Regions from separate parts of the Zea mays genome. Here region 2 is linked to region 1. Evidence: chromatin contacts called from public Hi-C data. All regions are on one chromosome and are shown on one strand. The core of a region is the stretch at or near the end of the contact, and the rest is flanking DNA. Distances in the headings are between cores, read along the strand shown.

Region 1 (3,585 bases), core at 88-2,587:
GCCCTAGATATGCAATTTTATAGTTTAGGAGCCTGGATGAAAATGATATAATAGTTTAGGGACCACCAACGTAGTTTACTCTTTCATAGATCTGGAAAAAAAATACAAGTAATGCGTGAAAAAAATGGATTGTATGTTCTCTAGCACTTAAAAGGTACATTGTTCACCTCAAAACTAGCAGGCTTTGAGAAATTTCCAGAGTCAGTATTCCTCCCATGTAGCAGAAACAGAAGAGGCTTTCCATGGTTCCCGAAATGATCTTGCACAACCCTTGCAATCTCATCAACATAGAAGACCATATCAACCTTGTATGTATCCTGGTACATATTCATGAAAAGATTACACTAATTCAGAATGTAGCATAACTAACAAAGGATCAAATCCTCAGAAGAGGAAAATACCCTGAAGTACGACAAAGGTTTTATTTCACCCATCCAAACAGCATAGTCAGCTGGCAATCTTGGAGCGAACAAAATTGACTGTCCAGAGGCGATGTCCTTTGATAACAATCAAAAGAAAAATCAGTACATGACAAGCAGAAAAAGGAATCATCAACATGACATGATCCTACGATGAGTATTGTTAGTAGGACCAGTTGACATGTAGTGACTAAGCCATCAACAAATATATAAGCAGTAATAATATCAGCAGACTCAAGATATACGCCAAGATATTAAACAGGTTGAATGATGAAAGCCTGGTTTGCCGCTGTATTGACTGAAACAGGATCCACTTATATTTACAAAAATGGGGTGAAACAAAAGGAAGATAGCTCACAATTGCGCCGTAGAACCCTGGTTCCTGCACTCCAAAGAGATAGGCGAAGTAGCTCTCCTGCCTGCAACATTGCCCGATTTATGTCTGAACTTGAACATCCAAAAATACCGGCAAAACAAACGATTACGTTCAGCACGAATACCTGAAGAGCTCGAGGTGATCGGTGCAGTACCGTGTCTTCTCCTCCCCGCCCTTCACACAACGAAAACACTCCAAAATTTAAGTAGGCGCGACGATCAATCAGACCAGTAAATTTGAGGAGAGATAAAAAGGGGAGTGCCGAGTGGGAGTGGGACGGACCTGAAGGAGGACGAGGCCGTGGAGCGGGCGCGCGGAGGCGGAGATGTGGCCGCGGAGCGCGGCGACGAGGCGGTCGCGGTTGCCGGCGTGAAGCTCCATAGGCACCACCGGCGGGGCGAGGGAGGAAGTGGGGGAGGCCGCCATGGTTGGGAACCGCACTCCAAAGCTTGGCTGGGGGTCGTAATTTATTGGGAAGAGTTTGTGTGGGCCAAGTAATGCAACTGAAGAAAGCGAGCCCAACGAATAGGATTCGAATTGATTGAGATAAACCACTGTAGGCTTGCCTTTTTGTTCTAGCTCTGCTCGGCCCGATACCCATGAATAAGGGCATGTTTGGGAGGTCTCCCAAACTGGCTCGCTCTTGCTTTGGAAAGAGCCCTCTCAAACGATCTAAAAAAAGCTTTCAACAAAAAAATATGAAAGAGCCGAAGTCATTTTTATAGAGAGCAGCCGAAGCAAAAAAATTGGCTTCTAGCAGCTCCTCCTGTTACTCTCCTTCTCTTGTGTCAAGATAAGTCGTTTGCCAAATGATTTCTTAAAAACACTTGGTCCTATAGATAAGTTGTTATTGAAGAGAAGTTAGAGCCGAAGTCATTTTTAAAGAAGTCGGAGCTGTGCCAAACGGGGCCTAAATCCATACTTCCTCCGGTATAAAAAAACATGTCGACATGATACCATATACCAAAGCTGCGACGCAGTGGCAAAGGCACCGGAAAAGACATGATACCATATACCAAAGCGGTGGCACAGTGTCAAAGGCGCCGGAAGCGCTCCCGGCCAGGGTTCAAGCCCTAGGGGACACCTTTTTCCTAGGATTTTTTCAGGAATAGGGTACACACGTGTGTGCCTTCAGTGATATTGCGTGTGTTCACATACTAGAGGTTTAGACCTTTCAATCATTATAGTGTGTGGTGTGTAGTGGTGTGAGTGTGTGTGACGTCCTTGTACCCTATAAAAAACGATGACAATTGCAGGTCTTATTTTCCATTGTGCCCACATTAAATAGATGAATGTATTGATCTTAGGTACGAACACTTTGTAGCTTAGTAGGTGGTTTGAGCCATATTATTGATACTTTGGTTTTGTTTTCGAGTCCCCACTGTCACCGGATTTTTTTTATTGACACCAGCCCAGAGGAGAAAATCACCGGTGACCAGTAAACGATGCAAGTAAATATTGATAATGGCAACCATCAATGATGCCAGCAACCCACCACACATTCACCGGAGCCGAGGTATGGAGATGAATCAATGCATGCGGCGCTGGTTTATTAGCATGCATTCATGCAAGGTTATTTCAGTCCAAACATGCATTCAAATGGTACAATGTCAAGAATTAGTAGTCCATGATTCATTGCATAGAAGGATATGTGTTTTTATACCGGAGGGAGTAAAAATTAATAATAATTACGATTTTTTGAACAAGACAAGACAGTTAAATATGGGGTAAAAAAGTCAAACGAATTATAAATTGAAACGGAGGGAGTATATGGTAGAAATGTTACGTTCAAATGACTAGTAAACAAGTTTCAGATGCCGAGACGAATTCAATCAATATGTATGTTGGCATGGTGTTGTAATTCTTTTTGAAAGCAGCAAAGGTTGTAGTTTAGTATGTATGTTGGTCGGACCCCGCGGTTTTTAGCCAGGTTTTGGGTGGGTTTCATAGTTCCAACGAGTTTCGGGGCCCTGATGGGTTTCAGGTCCCTGCCGGGTGTGGAGCTAGGTTTTCCCGGTTATAGTCTTCGGGCTCAGGTTGGGTTTTAGTTTCGAGTTTTGGGTTCGGGTCCGCGCACTCGCCCAAAACCCGACCCATTGCCACCCCTAGCGGGTACGGGTACAATTTTCATTCCCATAAGAAAAACCCAGCCGGGTTGAGAATCTAAACTACACCCATACTAGCAGGTATAAACTTAAACCCAAACCCGCACCCTATAGGGTTTTTACCCATGGGCACATCGGTAAAATGTGCTTGTTCACATCCCAAACTAGATCCCAAGTTAAGTGGTTAGAGCGAGAGAGAATCGAATCAGGTAGTATGGAGAGAGAGTTATCTTTCACTTGTTGTTCAAATGGATGCAGAATTAACTTAGGGAACAACTCAAGTAATTTTGAATGAAAGATCCAAGCAAGAGAACTTAGAGGGGGAGGAAAGAACAAATTGCAACAAAAGAAAACAAACAAAGAGAGATACGCGATTTGATTTACTGGAGTTCAGTTCTAAAGAACATATGTCTCAGTTGAGGTGTCCCTAAGGATGGAGTCTCTTTCAACCCTCACAAGCGACTCCAATGATCAAGTTTGAGCCCTTGAATCTCCTGATGTGATAGACAAAGTTTCCGTAAGGCACTCCACAACTCGGAGCCTCTTGCTAGCCTTTACAATGATTGAATCACCAACACAAGAGCAAGAACACAGCAACACAAACCACAGCATAAACGAGGATCACACAAGCACACACTCTCTAGAAGGACTATCTCTAGCCTTATCTTCTCAATTGTGTTGCTTG
Region 2 (3,733 bases), core at 589-3,088, 440 kb after region 1:
GAGTCTGGTCCAGGGCGCTCAGCTTAGCCTGGTACTCTGTTGTGAGGGCCTCCCGCTGGGTCACGACCTCCTCCCTCCTGGTCACCTTCTTCTCCCTTCGGGACGCCTCCAGCTCCCTGGTGCACACCCTATGGAGGTCCCTCTTGTACTCCTTGCTGTAACACCCAGGTGTTTATATTCCGCTCGACAACGAGTATGGATTTAAGCACGTAATATCAGTGGATCAAACGGATGCTAAATTTTAATCATCTTTACCTATCGCGAATTTAATATCGCATCTGTTTCGTCTGTCGCGAGTTCGACGTCATTTTTAGCTATCCGGGCTCGTCCTAAATTTTCGTGATGTTCGGAACATCGTTGTTCCGAAAATCGGTGCGTCCGGTGATTATTTAAAATTCATCGCTCGCGCAAATACAAATTCGGAAGCCCGACCCACTCGGATGATTTTATCCCGAACAGATTAAGATAAACTCGACGACTAAGCTTTCAGTGTAAAACAATGTAATCCCCTTTTTGTCATCCGTGACATCGCGTCTACCGATTTTTAATTAAATTGTTCTCTAATCGAGTGTTCGAATAGTGGATGGAATTCATCTAAAATCAATTGAATTAGATGCAGATTGAAGTAACGAAGCTGAAATCCGCTTAATCTGGTTTGTTGCTTCTCGCTTCGGTCTAAATCTTCAAAAAGTGATTTAATGGTATGAATTCATCTGACTTCAGGATATTCGCCAAATCAAATCATGTCTAATTGTTGTTGTCGATCTCATTTGTTCGACCCTTCTTTATATTTTATAGACCCTTATTTTATTCCTCAAAATATCTACAAATTTCTTTATAAAATTGAGGGTAAGTAAAAGAAAAATGTGAAAAGGTGAGAAAAATCTGCTGCACGCCGCATCCCAGTACAGATTTTTTCCAAGTCGTCGTTATCTTCCTCCCAATTTTCTCCCCACCACTGAATGCACCTGTTTCTTATCCTCCCACGTGAGCTTCTCTTTCTTCCTTATCTCCTTCCAGCCGAGCTCTGGCGCTAGGTTTCTCTCCCAGTGTGCGCGCTGCCCTTCTTCTCCAGGCCGCCGACTCCTGCTCGTCGAATCCCCTCTACTCACCAGGGCGCTTGGCTTCCTCCTTCCCTGCCGCACCGTGCTCCTCTGCTCCTCCCTGCTGCCAGCTCGGCCGTGCCCTGGCCATGCTCCCTGCGCTCGCCAGCCGTGCGCATCTCCCTCTATGCACGCGCGCCTGCGTCCTGCGCCGCGAACCCCGCCGTGGAGCTTCCTCGAGCTCGCCCCATGGCGCCCGGCCGAGCTCCTCCCTGTCGTGCTCTTGCTTGGCGTCCAATTTTCCTACACGTCGCGGTCTTCCTCCCCGAGCTTGCCCTAGCCCCTTGTATCCCCCATGGCCGGAGCTTCTTCCAGCTCCAGCTCGGCTCTCTCTCCCATGGCTCCCTGCACGCCCATCTATCTCTTGCGGAGCTCCCAGCGGCGCGCCCCGTCCCCTCTGCTTGCTCGACGCCCGTCTCCTATGGCGTCTGGCAGCCGCTTCTCTCTGCTCGCCGCGCCCGGCCGGAACTTCCTCTGCTCGGCCATGGCCGCCGCGTCGCGTTCCCGGCTCGCGTTCCTCCGTCCACAGCTCCGCTCGATGCTCCTCCCTGCTCGCTCGTCCCTGCGCATGCCCCTCAACCTCGTCGACTCGCCGAGCTTCTTGCTCGGCCTGCGTGATCCGGCAACGCTGTCCTCCACTCGGCCTCCCTGCACCGCGCCATGACGACCGTTGGACCTGCCGTCCCCTGCACGCCGACTTCCCTCTGCGCGCCTCTGTTCTCTCGTCATCATTCATTCCTATTTTTCTTCGCCATATGCCGCCTCATCATGACACGTGTCATCGTCTTTAATATCAGAAGCTCGTCCGATACGTGCCTCGCCGTGCTTCGCCTCCTCGTGATCAGCCTCATCTGGGTCATGGGGGCGGAAGATCTCAACACCTGTCAGATGTTCAACGACAAGCCCGAACCAGAATTTATCAACATTCTCATAAGTATTGAGTCACGTTTGATGCTGGTAAGCTAGATTTATTTGCTTAGTAATTTTAGTGCTTTGCCAGTAGGCGTTATCTCGTATTTCATGCGAGGAATTTTAGTTGTGTAGTGAAGTCAGTGCTATGCATTCATGTGCATAATGCATTTCATTCAGGTACGTGAATTAACCATGTGATGCGGAGAACCAGAGTTGAGTCGACCACAAGATAATGGAAAGCGTGAGCTTTTCCGCAAGATAATGTTGATGAATTAACCCGAAGATGGATGAACGAAGCAAGTATCGGAATAAAGGCTGATCGCCAAGTGGACGTCATCTAACAACACTAACCTAGTGTTATCCAGGCAAGCCTCGGTGCATGCAACCCCTTCCTTGTGTTTTAAATTATTTTTACACACTTTAAGTCTAGTGAATGTGCATTAGGTTTATAGAAGATGCTTGGAAACCCTTTGATGCATTGGCTACCTTGAAATCCATTCCTTTTATAGATACTTTTGGTGAAGTATCAAAATATGATTTACAAAAAAATGCTTAGCCCTGCTTATAAGCAGATAGAGGTTGTCCTTTGCACTTATGCCTAGCTCAGGTTTATCATGAGGAAGGATGGCTTATACCTGCAAGAATATTTTCATTGGGAGCATAGTGGGAACTTACTGCAAAGTTCCCTATAATGCTCTTTTCATCCTTAGGAACACAAAACAATCCTAAGGGTGGAAGTACTTAACTCGAGACTTGGGCTAGGAACAGGTGATGCTCTACCCAGGTTAATTAAGGATTGGATGCGTATGTAGGCCTGTATGATCAAGGACTATCTTAACTGGCCACATGCCCTGGATATGGGACAGAGTAAGCTTGAACCCGGCTATTCCATATGTGAAAAGACAACTGCGCACTAGGCGTGGGAGATGGTGGGAGTAGCGTGTACCCTCCTGGCTAGAGGCTGGATGGAGGAGTACTGTGCTCCCGGGTAGCGCGGACCGGTTCACGTTGTGGAGGATCTGTGGGAACGGTTGACATATGCAAGGGTTAAGTGCTACATATGTCGTGTGGTTAGAGATCCTCAGTTGAGTAAATCGATTCGGATCGCCGTTATATCCCCGGACAGTGGAGACTTGGTCACTGACCTGCAACCTAAGTCAGGATGTAAACATTATGAGTAAAAATGATGTTGTATTGATGAGATGGTGAAATTAGACTAGGTGCAACCAGAGTCTATTAATATTTAATCTGGCATTAAAATATTGAAAGTAAGGACTCACTTTAGTAAGCTATTTCTGCAAAAGTATCTAAGTTGATTCTTGCTAAGAGCCTCTCCTTGATTCCTAAATCCAGCATATCCTTGAGAGTCTTTTTCCTTGGTCGGGTAAGACTTGCGAAAGTACACTTCGTACTCAGGGCTTTGTCCCATGTTGTTTTAGGTGAAGAGCCTTCGGAGCTTTGCTACTTTTGTGCAAAGGTGGTTCCCAAGCAGGAGGAAGAACCGAAAATAGAAGTGTGTTGTTGTGGATGGTGCTAAGCGCCGGTGGGCTCGGCCTTCTTATAAGTCTAAGTACCTCTTCTATACTTCTTATTGAGGATGGTCACTTAAGCTAGCATATATTTCAAACGTATAAATAATTAATAATTGTTCAAAGTCATTTCTTTGAATCACTTTTGTAATCACTCCGATCATGTACATTGTAAAACTTGATGTAACT

What was found. Hi-C and Micro-C count contacts between places; a contact is called where the count stands out from the background.
Region 2: a contact with region 1 is called in a Hi-C map of leaf, with 5 times the contacts expected there. The contact joins the promoter of LOC118472064 here to the promoter of LOC100283733 in region 1. A contact is called at or near these places in 2 of 25 Hi-C or Micro-C datasets (ear and leaf).

What each region holds. Positions count from the first base shown.
Region 1 is chr5:156,106,458-156,110,042 of Zm-B73-REFERENCE-NAM-5.0, forward strand. LOC100283733 reads right to left here and starts at 1,338. Exons shown (of 16, transcript NM_001156632.2): 1 at 1,078-1,338; 2 at 920-969; 3 at 778-838; 4 at 402-497; 5 at 168-317. The coding sequence starts at 1,221.
Region 2 is chr5:156,549,769-156,553,501 of Zm-B73-REFERENCE-NAM-5.0, forward strand. It overlaps LOC118472064 (oleosin-B3-like), which reads right to left and starts at 1,839. Exons shown (of 1, transcript XM_035959156.1): 1 at 967-1,839. The coding sequence starts at 1,839. The coding sequence ends at 1,105. It overlaps LOC109939952 (a long non-coding RNA gene), which reads left to right and starts at 1,067. Exons shown (of 6, transcript NR_157350.1): 1 at 1,067-2,060; 2 at 2,193-2,380.